Linked DNA regions of Danio rerio: region 1 is linked to region 2. A link is a contact called in public Micro-C data. All regions are on one chromosome and are shown on one strand. Each heading gives the region's core, a stretch centred on a gene start, on an enhancer-like site or on the middle of the called end of the contact. The rest is flanking DNA. Distances are from core to core; before and after follow the strand shown. Region 1 has its middle 9.4 kb from the start of pamr1a. Region 2 holds the start of rassf7b (Ras association domain family member 7b).

Region 1 (6,794 bases), core at 3,846-6,345, 140 kb after region 2:
GAGCAGACAGTGCAACACAAAACCTTATAATGCATATTAACTGCACTGTTTGCTTTTATTATAGCATAAAACATTTTTAGATCTCTATAGAACTTGTCAGTAAACAGTTCAAGGAACTTTTTCTTGGTGTAAAACTATTTTAATATTTTAAAAATATGTTTCCACTATAAAGAACCAACCCTACATACAGATATTCTGTGAGCGTTTAAGTTTGTTTATTTGTTTTTGGAAAGTTCAAAAAACTTCTAATTATTTTTTAAAATAATCTTTTATACTTAATAATAGTATAAAAGTGTATCAGTAACGACAAACAAAATGAAAAGAAACCTGAAAATAAAGGAATTTAAATAAAAATCATATGGCACATGAGGCTGCAGAGAATCTGCTTTACCGTTTCTAACTTTACCACAAAATCTATCAATTTGACAGAAATTAAATGACTGTAATCTGATATTTAACTGTTATATTTAGGACTACTAAACAATTCTATAAAGTCACTTTGTTAAACTGCAATAACAAGTTAGTTTATTAATATTAAATGTTGTTAGAGCTGTCAAGATTATTGGTGTTTTCTGTCAAAATATATATAGATATACAGCAGTTGATTGACCATTTTCTTCTCTCCACAGTGTACCCTCTTCATCAAAAATGTGCCTAATTTCTGCGTGTCCTCATTTGAGGCCTTGACGGCTCAGTGAAAGTGCTGGTTTGACGGGCAGATGATTAGCATTTCTTCCGCGTTGTCTTTTGTGTAAAGGGAAAGTATGTTTGCTGTTTGAGAGAGAGTGAAACGGCGGTCCACATCGACTGTCCCTCAGTGGGGGGTTTTACCATCACAATGAGCCCTGACTGAGCATATAGACCGCTGGCACACGAAAAACTAAATATTTGCATCACCTGGTGCTCCAAGGCATTTGATTTGATGCGGGAGGAAGTACCAGCACTCCTGAGGGAATTGCGGAGGCATTCCTGAGAGCAAGGTGCACGAGGGTCCTGGGGCAGGAGGAGGGGGACACGCACAAAAGTAGCACAGGGTAAACATGTGAGGGACATAATGGATAATAGAGGGAAAGTTGGTTTTACATTAGCATTTTCGGATTTCTCCGTAATAATATAATTTCATTAAAGTATTCTCTGCAAATTCTAAATAGTGAAATCATATCAAAGTACAACATTGTTACAGTGAACTTTACTGCTAATGTGGTTTTGAATTCAGAACGTTACTTGCATGCAATTTGTAACCGATTATTTAAATGTTAAACAACCGTGTCACTGTTCAAAAATGAACGTATGTGCGAAAATAAAAACCAATTTTACTTCAATTAACCGGCAAAGTTAGCGTCTATGACTGTGGCTCAATGCTATAGACTCGTGTCTATTAACCTTTTTTTTTTCCTCATGTACAAAGTTTGGAGGAGAACACACATTAACATGATAAACACGAGATGAACATTGTGTTGCTTATTATTGCTATGATAGAATCTGTTATCTGTGCTTGAATTATATTTTCATATATGTACAAAGATTCACACGTTAAAAAATGTTCAGGAATTCTTACCGTTTCCTTGTTTACTTTTTCTATCAGAGAGCGTTGGCTGCATTAGTGATTGTCTGCAGGAATCCACTTTGTGATGCTAGACTCCCACCTTGTGGCAGAAAATGCACATAACCCAATTCTCTAAAAAGCCTAATTTAAAGGGATAGTTCACACAAAAATACACTATTACGTCACCCTCTAGTGGTTCCAAACCTATATGAGTTCCTTTTTATTATTTATTTTTTTATTTTACACCTCATCGGTATTTTCTGTGGAATAATAGAAATAATAGTACAAAAGGAAGTCTATATTTATTCAATCATGGTATGACAATGGAATATTTACATATTTAGTGAAGTACTTGATGAACATGGATTGCTTTAGTCATACTCAGAATTCCTTAAAAAAGTTCCTGTAAAACCAAGAGACTATGCTGTTATTTTTGATGCAATACCAAGTAAAGTTGTATCACTTTTGCGTAACATACAGAGTGGACCAACAGCCAAAGACAAGTGATGATGTTTTATTTATTGGCGATATTAACATTGTTAAGGATAAATGTAGTAATAGATATATTAGAAATGTATAAAAAAAAAAAAGAATCATATGCCATCTTCAACAGTCTTCTGGTCATCAAAATTTGGAAACGTTGAGTGGAAAAAAGTATAGTTACTAAAAAATATATATTTTTTATAAGTAATAAAGTAAGACAGTTATCTTTTAAAATTTTACACAGAATTTATACTGTAAAATAGTTATTTGAACGGTTTGGAGTGGATAGAAAAAAACTCGTTTTTTCAATGTGTATACTCAAGACTATTTTGGATTGATGTTTCTAACTTTATTTCAAGGACATTTGGTACACAAATACAAATTTGGTAATTATTTATGATGTCATATTTGCTTTAGTAAAAGATGGAATTGATTTAAAAAGCACAACATATTTTCTTATACAACTGATAATATTACTTTGAAAATACCATATTCATGTCAAGAAATGGGCCAAATCTAAGCCAAATTTTGAACATTTTATAAAGGAGGTTAAACAATATGGTACTACACTATGTAACATTAAAAACAGAAAAGCTAAAAAATATATATATGAAGCATCATGTAACTTTCAATTGATTAAATAAAATTTAAATTTTTTATTATTATTATCTTACTCTTTTTTACCCCTGGCATCTGTTTATACTTTGTATTACTAAAATAATTTCTCTTAATTTATTTTAGTAATTACAATAAAAAATAATAACAAAAAAATGAGTTCCTTTTTTTTAGTTGAACCCTAAAAAAAATATTTTGAAGAAATCTGAAAACTTGTAATCATTGACTTCCATAGCAAAAAAATACAGTTATGGAAGTCAATGGTTACAGGTTTTCAGCTTTTTTCAAAATATATTTTTGTGCGTTCAATAGACAAATAAAACTAAAAACTGGTTGATACAAGGGTGAGATAATAATGACAATTAAAATGTTTGGGTAATCTATCCAATAAAAAAGAAAATGTCTTTCTAGAGAGATGGGTAATATAACTTCAAGAGAGCTAAAATAACAATCTCAAATTTTTAAGGGTAGTAAAAGGGAATATGTTGATATGATAGAATGTGTCATGAATGTAACGTGTTTTATATATAATGATTTTTTAAAAAAATTACTCATATTTTATTCATCATAGACACTTTAATTTGATCAAAAGTTCCAATTTTATTAAAACTATCTTTTTATATAAAATGCCTCAAATAATCACATTCTTTCCAGTTTCTGTTTAACAAGGATTCTTGAAATATATATATATATATATAAATACATATAAAAGTTTGCGCACACTTACCAAGCAGCAAGTCTTGATGGTGCTGAAAATAGATATGGCATAACTAGGAATTGTAATAAAGAATGGGGCAACATGATGGCTTAGTGGTTAGCACGGTAGCCTCACAACAAGATTGTCGCTGGTTTGAGTCCTGGTTGGACCAGATGGCAGTTCTGTGTGGAGTTTGCATATACTCACTGTATTTGATTGGGTTTCCTCCAGGTGCTTCAGTTTCCCCCACAGTCCAAAGACATGCGCTATTGAACTGAATTGGCTGTAGTCTATGTGTATGAATGAGTGTGTAGGATGTTTCCCAGTACTGGGTTGCAGCTGGAAGGGTATCCATTGTGTGAAACATATGCTGGATAAGTTACCGGTTCATTCCGCTGTGGCGACCTCTGCTGAATAAAGGCAGTAAGCCAAAGAAGAATGAATGAATAAATGATATAATAACACTAATAATTATAGTGTGTGTGTGTGTGTGTGTGTGTGTGTGTGTGTGTGTGTGTGTGTGTGTGTGTGTGTGTGTGTGTGTGTGTGTGTGTGTGTGTGTGTGTAAACATAATAGTTTTATTAACTCATTTCTAATAACTGATTCTTTTATCTTTGCCATGATGACAGTAAAGACACTTCAATACAGCTTAAAGTGACATTTAAAAGCTTACCTAGGCAGGTTAGGGTAATTAGGCAAGTTGTTAAATTATGCTGGTTTGTTCTATAGACTATCGAAAAAAATATGTAGCCTAAAGGGCATATATATCAGTACCCAGCGAAAATCCACGCTTACACAGGTAGAACATGCAAACTCCACACAGAAATGTTAACTGACCCAGCCAGGGCTCGACCTTCTTGCTGTGAGGCATCAGCGCTATGCCACCGTGCCGCCCATAATAAAATGTGTAATGTAAAATGTATAAATATGTTCTGTAAATGTAAATAAAAATGCTCAAATATCATCATAATAATAAATCTTTAATGTCAAAATTTGTAATAAATAAAAATATTTATAAAAAATGAAGTAATAAATAAATAAAAACAATGCTATACTCATCAGAAATAAAAAAGTAAAAGTATCATATTGGAAACAACGTAAAATAAAATAAACACAAAAATAAACACACACACACACACACACACATACGCACACACACACACGCAGAATAAAAAAGAAAAAAAGTAATTCTACTCCTTTGTGGATGTGTCTTGTCTTCCAGTACATATGTCTAAAGATTCTTAAGTCAATATGCTGTACGTTTATATATGAGGCAAAATTACATGAGATCAGCAATATTATTTTCTGTAAAATTGAAAAATCCTGAAGAAAAAAAAAACTGCTTAACTTAAGTGAAAAAGTCATTTTCATACTCAACGACAGTTATGTGATCACTTAGTTAAACTTGCTTTATTTTGCTTAGCTTCTCAGAAAACAAGAATCAATTATCTTTTTAGGACCAAAGTTCACAATATTACAGTTTGTGATCAACTAAATGTCCATAAAGGTGCATTTATTAAATGAGCATAAAGGGGTAAAACATAATTTTTTTACAGCGTGAATTTTTAAAAAAATATCAGTACAAACGTGTATTGAAAGAGTACTGAGGCTTATGTGTAGAGCTTTGTCAGTGAGACTATGTGGAAGGCCATTACTTCACATTTGACAAAAGCGATGACTTCATCTTTTCTGTCCCATTAGCATGTGGTAGGAAGTGGCGTCTTGAGGCTAGCAGGGATTCCTGAAAGAGCCAATTTTCCTCTGTGCTGAATGTGCTTTAAGATCAGTGGAGGGAAACTCAGGGGAGGGAATGTGCTGTTTGCCATTCTCCTGTTTACTTTTATGGCTCTTCCGTTTTCTTCAGTGCGGCAGCAAAATAGAGCCCCGGGAGAAAGAGGGAAAAATGCCAGTCTGCTATTGAGTGCTTTGGCCTTGCCTCTGTTCTTCCATAGCAACTCATCATTTGCATGTGTTTGTGTGCATGAGACTCTCCAACTGCAAATTTACTACAACAAAACAGTGCATTCATGGGCAAACGTTACTTCTCAAATCTTTACTACAGAAATATACAACATAATTATAAAATATACATTTAAAATACGTTTTATTTACTATATATATTATTTTACTTTTGCAAGCTTTTTCAAATGTCTAAATGTTCAAAAAAAGTCATTATTTAATTACATATGTACAAATGTTTATACTTTCTAGCAATGAATGAAGTCAGGGTATTCATTTTTTGACATATTAGACTTTTTTCTAGATAAAATCAGGCTAATTATGTATGAGCATATCACTCTGTAAATATCTCGTATTTTAAAGTTTGATAAAAGTGCTGCTTAAGTGTAAATAGGGTATATGCGGAAGAATGCTGAAGGACTTTTAATTTGTCAGTAACGTAAACTGTATGCCATTACAAAATTTTAAGGTTTGTTTTCTTTAAAAATCAGCGATCCCCACTGGCTGAGTTATATCCGATTTAAAGTGGGTCTCAGATTCTACAAGAAGCACTGCATTAAATTACATTGTCCCCGCCGTGTCTTATATGAACATTTATTTTGCCCCAGTATAATCAATGGAGCTTCTGCGCTAGCCTGCTAATCTTGACAGGAGCGTGCATTTTCATCTCGTTTTACACTTGAGCAACTAAATAAACTCTGAATTCTATTTAACTGATTGTACTTACAACATCGATGCTGTAAAAGGAACCATATAAAATGGAAAAAAGTCACATTAACCGTTTACCGGAAGTTTATCAGTATGGGAAGAAACACTAGCTCTGTATATACCCTATTTGAGGCTCAGTAGAGAAAAAAAATATTCTTTAAAGAAGTGAAACAAACACTTAAAGGCACAATATGTAAGTTTTTATAATTAAAATATCCAAAAAGAACCACTTGTACAGTGTTATATACTTTGCTGACTTATGCACGTACATGATCCCACATGTTTTGAAGAATTTTCAAAAATCAAGCCATTTTACCTATAGTGACACAGACTTTTTGGCTTTTGACATTCTCGATTAAACCCTCGATTTTCAGTATGGTTTTAGGGAAATGCCAAAAACACTTTAATACTATGTTAATAATATGTTATGTTGTATTATACTGCACAAAATTGCATTATAACAGAACCTTAAAATATGTTTAGTATGATAAAAACAGCACTGGTTTTTCCCCACCTGATAATGAGCAGATGAACTTTGGCATAATAAAAGCAGTCGACTTTGGCATAATAAAAGCTCTGCTGTGCATCACACACATCTCTCATTAGCAATTGCTTCAGCTCTCTCATTTTGCTTCAACGACTTCACCCTCTCTCTTTCATAGTACACAGCTAATTAAACATATAAATTCTCTCTGTTAAAGTGGTGAATTTTCGCTCTTTACACTAGTCAAGGAACAATCCACTCCCAGTAATGTAGACCAGAGTTATTTTTGAACTCAATAGAG
Region 2 (6,640 bases), core at 2,087-4,586:
ATGTGTGTAGGGGGGGAGGAAGAAGAAGAGGGCGCTGAGAGCTACAGCACACGCCCAAACCCTCTCAATACTACACACAAACACCACATACACACACACACTCACGCACGCACACGGTCTCTCTCTTTCTCCCTCTCAGCCTTCTTGCATTAAATGTGGGCTGTCTTATTACACTAAAAACTTTTCTTTCTTTCTTTTTTTCTTTCTTTCTTTCTTTCTTTCTTTCTTTCTTTCTTTCTTTCTTTCTTTCTTTCTTTCTTTCTTTCTTTCTTTCTTTCTCTTCAGGTTTATTCAATATTATAGTTATAAATAAATGGGCCTTACAGCTAAATAAATAAACAATTATATAATCCTTTTAATAATAAAATTTTATAATTTGAAATACATTTGATTGAAACAGAACAAGCAAACAAATAAATCAATAAGCCTTATCATAATAATAGCAGCAACATCTTTCTTGCCCTTTAGATTTATTCTGTATTATTAAACAATGGGCCTAAAAGCTAAATAAAAACAATTATATAAATATTATTTATATAAATATATAAATAATAATATATTATAATTAAAATACATTTGATTGAAAGAGAACAAGCAAACAAATAAATCAATAAGTGTTATCATATTGATAACAACATCATTATTTTTTCTCTTTAGATTTATTCTGTATTATTGTTATAAAACAATCGGCCTTACAGCTAAATAAATAAACAAATTGTATTAATAATTAAATAACTATTAGATGTATTAACTGAAATACATTTGATTGAAACAGATCAAGCAAACAAATAAATCAATAAGTGTTATCATATTGATAACAGCAACATCTTTCTTTCTTCCATTTTAGCTTTATTCTGTATTAAAACAATGGACTTTAAAGCTGAATAAAAACAATTAGATTACTAATTAAATAATAATATATAATAATTTAAATACATTAGATTGAAACAAACAAGAAAACAAACTAATCAATTATAATTAGGGATATAAAAGCAACAACAACAATAATGATAATAGTAATAATTATTATTGTTGAGCAATTCCATGTAAATGTCAACCTTGCTATGTAAAAAATGAAAGTTTTCAGCAAAATGGCGAAACCCTTTTTTTTAAGTTAACTTTCGTTTTTATATTTTATTTTACAGTACTGTAAAAATACAAAAAAAAATGTTTTTGTCAATGATTTCAAACTTTTATATTTGATTTACCAAAGTCAAACAAATGGCAATTTACATCTTTCACACCCATAACAGAGAGATTTCACATCCCCAACAAAGCTTTTTCCTTATAAATGCAAAAAAAAAGGAAAAAAAAGAAAAAAAGTAAAATCAATAATTTTTGTTCTACAGTGAGTCAACTCTTATCCTATGATTAGCATTATTTCTTTTGGGTTGTGCAGTTTAATTAACAAAATTTCTACAAAAGTATGTTGTGTCCTGTAAACTCTTTTTTGGTCACATCCATAACACATCTTTATTTTTCTCATTTAAAATATAAAAAATGCTTTCTGATTTTTTTCTGATCCCATAACTCCGTGGTTAGCTGTGTTGGAAAATATAAACAAATGTTTCAATATAATGTGAACACATACTTTCTCTGTGTATTTATGTTTTCAAACTTTACTGAAAATGTCACATGCATAACGTTATAAATCTCTGGTGAGAGGGACATCTTGTTGGCATCATTCGGACATGGTGACGTGGTGGTCAAGAAAATGAAAAGATTATTAAAGTAACTTATACTTTCTCTTTCTCTCAATTAAATGAAATGAGAAATGAAATTCAATTATTGACAAACATGATAATTACAAATGTTTTGCCAAAGCATTTATATATAAACATAGTAAACACAGTAAATAGTAGTATAATATAATAAAAATAGTAATAATAATTAAATAAAAAAATAAAGAATTATAAATCAGAAATCACTCTCTCAATTCAATTCAATAATTGCTTTATTGGCATGTTACAAATGTTAGAATTGTATTGCCAAAGCATTTATAAAGTTTACATAAAAAGAACATATATGATAAAAACACATAGTAAACAGTAAATAGCAGCAGTAGTAGTAAAATACATACATACATACATATATATATATATATATATATATATATATATATATATATATATATATATATATATATATATATATATATATATATATATAGCCACATAATATTTAAATAAAATATTAATAACATTTCATTATTATTGAATATATAATATATTATTCAAAATCTCATATTACCATGTATTATTACTCTTACTTATTGAGTTCAAGTTTCTTTATTGGAATGACATTTAATACAGTATTGCCAAAGCATTTTAAAAATGTAATATATTAAAATCAAATAAAAAAATTACAGTAAATAAGAAATAGATAATACATTTGATAATTATAATAATAATATTAATAATAAAAAGTCTACATTATTTAAATAAGACACATGAATTAACATTAACCATTTCTCATGGTGTGTAGGGTGTAAACATATTTTGCAGCTAGTTTAGATATCAATTCATCCTCTCCGAGTACATAGTAAAGTTTTTCTGAGTAATTTAAATTAAAAAATGAATGCATTAATGTTTCAAATTGGTGAAAGATTATTTGTTTTGGTGTATTTGTGGCAGAACAGGTTGGAAGTGTGTCTCATCCTCCATTTGATTTGTGTCAAAATATACTCTCTATATTCTCTGCAATGGGTAGCACTTTCGCCTCACAGCAAGAAAGTCGCTGGCTTGAGCTTCGGCTGGATCAGTTGGCATTTCTGTATGAAGTTTGCATGTTCTCCTCGTGTTCATGTGGGTTTCCTCCGGCTTCCCCCACAGTCCAAAGACATGTGGTATAGGTGCATTGGGTAAGCTAAAATTGTCCATGTATGAGTGTGAATGAGTGTGTATGGATGTTTTCCAGTGATGGGTTGCAGCTGGAAGGGCATCCTTTGCGTAAAACATATGCTGGATAAGTTGAAAATAAACTGAAAATAAAATAAATGAATGTGACAAAAACAGTGTTTCACTAAGTAACTCACAGAATTATCCACTAGGTGGCAATATTTAACAGCCTTAAGGCACACACTCTAAACCCGTTTAACCTCAAGCACATTCCAGACATCTACTTCAGTTATAAGAAAACGCCATTATATATATAAAAAAAGAAGAATAAAAGTTGAAAGAAGATAAAAAAAATTCATTACCCCGTCATTCATCCTCGCGCTTCTTGTCTCCTGCAGATGAAAGCAGCTCGAGGGTCACGTGCTCTTCTGAATGACGAGCAGCGCCTCTTTCATTGGCTGATTTGCTTGAAAAAGCATCCGTCGTCAAGGCGACCAAGAGCCGCAGTCCCACTTCACTTGTCTGGTGAGGCCTTGACAAAGTCATACAGATCCTTTTCTTACCTTCAGCTTGTTGCTTCACTCTCTGCTCTCCTGTGCATCTCAAGAGTTTACAAGAGGTAAGTCAATAAACGAGTGTGCCGTTCAATAGCTGTGTTTTTTTATCCAGTAATGAAGCTTCTAGTCGAGAAAACTGCACTTGTTCAGGGGTCCTGTAAGATAATGCATAATATTTCATTTTTATCAGTAATGTTGCTTCAGGTAAATTCCATTTTCATTGCTTATCCCTCATCAGCAACTAATATCTATCAAAGAATGTAGCTTACTTTAGTAAGTTTCCACATTTTTACCTCTTTATAGGCCTGGGTTGTGAAAGACATTGTGCCTTGAGCAGTTTGTCATTTGTTTTATGGGGGCGTTCATCACTTTCAGACTTGTGCCATGTCTAACCAGTGCAAGATGTTCTGTTGTAGATAACGGAGACCTTAGCTTCAGGAGTGATGTGAGCCTGTTCAGTGTTCACCTCTCTGTCATGTAAATTAACGGCAAACATGGACTCATCAAGGTGGCCATGTTGATAGTGAAAGGATAAAAAGGCAAATGTCTCTCCTCGGGCCTTTATAAACATCAGACCCAGAGATGCAACAAGTAAAATGTGAAAAATCGTGCACCAGAATGTTGATTGTGTAGCTTGTGTAGAAGAAAATTAGTGAAATGTATACTTAATAACATACAGTTGAAGTCAGAATTATTAGCCCCCCTGAATTATTAGGCCCCCATTAATTTTTTCCCCCAATTTCTGTTTAATGGTGAGAAGATTTTTTCAACACATTTATAAACATAATAGTTTTAATAACTAATTTTTAATAACTGATTTATTTAATATTTGTCATGATGACAGTAAATAATATTTGACTAGATATTTTTCAAGACACTTATATACAGCTTAAAGTAACATTTAAAGGCTTAACTAGGTTAATTAGGCAGGTAAGGGTAATTATGCAAGTTATTGTGATGGTTTGTCCTGTAGTCTATTGAAAAAATATAGCTTAAAGGGGCTAATAATTTAGTCCTTAAAATGGTGTTTAAAAAATTAATGTTGTTTAAAAAATTAATAACTGATTTTATTCTAGCCGAAATAAAACTAATAAAAAAGATTTTTTCTAAAAGGAAAAATATTATCAGATATTCAGATCAGATCAGTTTATAATTCTAACTTCAACTGTATATGGGTCTAAGTAGTCTATAGTTTTTAAATTATTTTTAATTTTATTTACAATGCTCGGCTTATATAAGTACACCCCTCACAAATCTCTCTTGTAAATTCATATTTTTAATAGGAAGCTTTACATATATATATATATATATATATATATATATATATATATATATATATATATATATATATATATATATATATATATATATATATATTATATTTGAGCATATACATTAGATTAGTCAGCACTGAAGCCAAATCTGGAGCTTATCTAACAAAATAACTTACAATAACGGTCCTAAAACTATTACAGCCAAATTTATATCATATAGAAAAATATTAAATACTAATTTAAAAAGAGGAAAAATCAAGAGAGGCAAAAAAATGAAAGATTTAGTTGAACATTTGTAGTTTGCAAGTTTTTTTGCTTGAATTTACTTGTATTATCTTTCCAATTCTAAATATGTTTGGTAACTAAAATATTATTTTAATAAATATATCTGTTTAATGAATCTGTTTTGTTTAAATACATAGCCTATATTCACTGAGAAATGGTGGAAAATATTCATTTTTAAAATGGGGTGTACTCAATTATGCTGAGCACTGTTCATTTTAGAATTAGTGCATACCTGAAAGTATGTTTACATGTCACCATCTATGAATTAAAGCAAAATATTTTTTATTGTGGTGATTTATCTGACAGCAGCATTTTGGGGAGCATTTAAATGCAGGCTGTGTAAGGTAGAAAAATGCAATCAGACATGTGATCGATCAAGGTCAAAACAGAAGAAAAGATGGCTGCAGCCTCCACACAAGGGAGGTTTAACACAAAATAATTGAAACAATATTAATAGTAAATACTTAATACTAAAAACACTAATAAAAATATAGAAAATATATTGGACACAAGTGACATAAATAAATGGCATATGCAATTACAGTTAATTTATCTGATTTAAAAATGACAAATGACATGAAAATATATTACGTAATGTTAACAATAGATTTTTAAATAAAAAGACATAAGTGAATATTGGAAAATGCTAAATCCATAAAAGCAACTGTTTTGCAAAAATAAATATTTCACACTTGGCTACATAAATTATAAAGCTATTATTATTACTCAGTTATGACTGCCAATTTTCGTGTTAATCAGTTAATTTTTTTTTTTTAGTCACTTAAACTAGTTTTCCAGTAGAGGCACATTAACAGTACACATTTTCAAACTCTTCCTAATTAGACACACCTAAATCAACTCATCAGAAAATTAGAAGAGACTTCAAAACCTGAAATGAATGGGTCACACAAGGGAGACATCCAAAATATGTACTGTAGGATTGCAGTACATACACGACCAGTTAAATACTTACATATTTATTACAATTTTAAATAACTGTTAAATAAATAATTTATTGTAGGTAGTTTCAAATGAAATAATAATAATAATAATAATAATATTAAACAATAATAATGATTAATATTAGAGTTATTTCTGAAGGATCATGTGACTCTGAAGACTGGAGTTATGAAGCTGAAAATTCATCTTTAAAATCACTGGAATAAATGATTAAATTAAATAATATATTACCTTTAAACAGTTATTTTATAGTGCAATAACATTTTACAATTTGTACTGTATTTTTGATTAAATAAATGCAGCCCTTTTGAGCAGGAGAAGCATGTTTTAACCATTTAAAAATCATACTGACTCCAAAAACTTTTGACCTGTAATATCTACACAAACAAACCGTAGGAATTAGGGTTGGAAAACATTGACCTAAACAACGTATAATAAATTAACAACATGCAAAACTGTCTTAATATTAAAAAGATAGTTCACCCAAAAGTAAAAATTCTGTCACAATTTTACTTATCCTTTGCTTGTTACAAATGCTTGTGCACTTAGTTTCTTTTTTTTTTCAACACAAAAGAAGATATTTTGAAGAAATCTGAAAACTGGTAATTATTGACTTCCACTGTATTTGTTTTTTCTCGACTATAAAGGTTTGAAGCCACTTAAATACTAAAGACTACATTTTCTTTTTTGGGTAAACTGTCCCTTTAATGATTGGCATCATTTTACT

The links. Hi-C and Micro-C count contacts between places; a contact is called where the count stands out from the background.
Region 1: a Micro-C map of caudal fin shows a contact between it and region 2, with 3 times the contacts expected there. The contact joins the enhancer-like site here to the promoter of rassf7b in region 2.

The regions. Positions count from the first base shown.
Region 1 is chr7:51,626,701-51,633,494 of GRCz12tu, forward strand. No RefSeq gene overlaps it. Among named protein-coding and RNA genes, the nearest start is that of pamr1a, 9.4 kb to the right of the region's middle. Within about 2 kb of position 5,096, at least 8 of the 62 cell types and tissues checked have an H3K27ac peak or open chromatin away from gene starts, as enhancers often do. A contact at or near this core is called in caudal fin, where this site is marked.
Region 2 is chr7:51,490,550-51,497,189 of GRCz12tu, forward strand. It overlaps rassf7b (Ras association domain family member 7b), which reads left to right and starts at 3,337. Exons shown (of 6, transcript NM_197942.1): 1 at 3,337-3,456.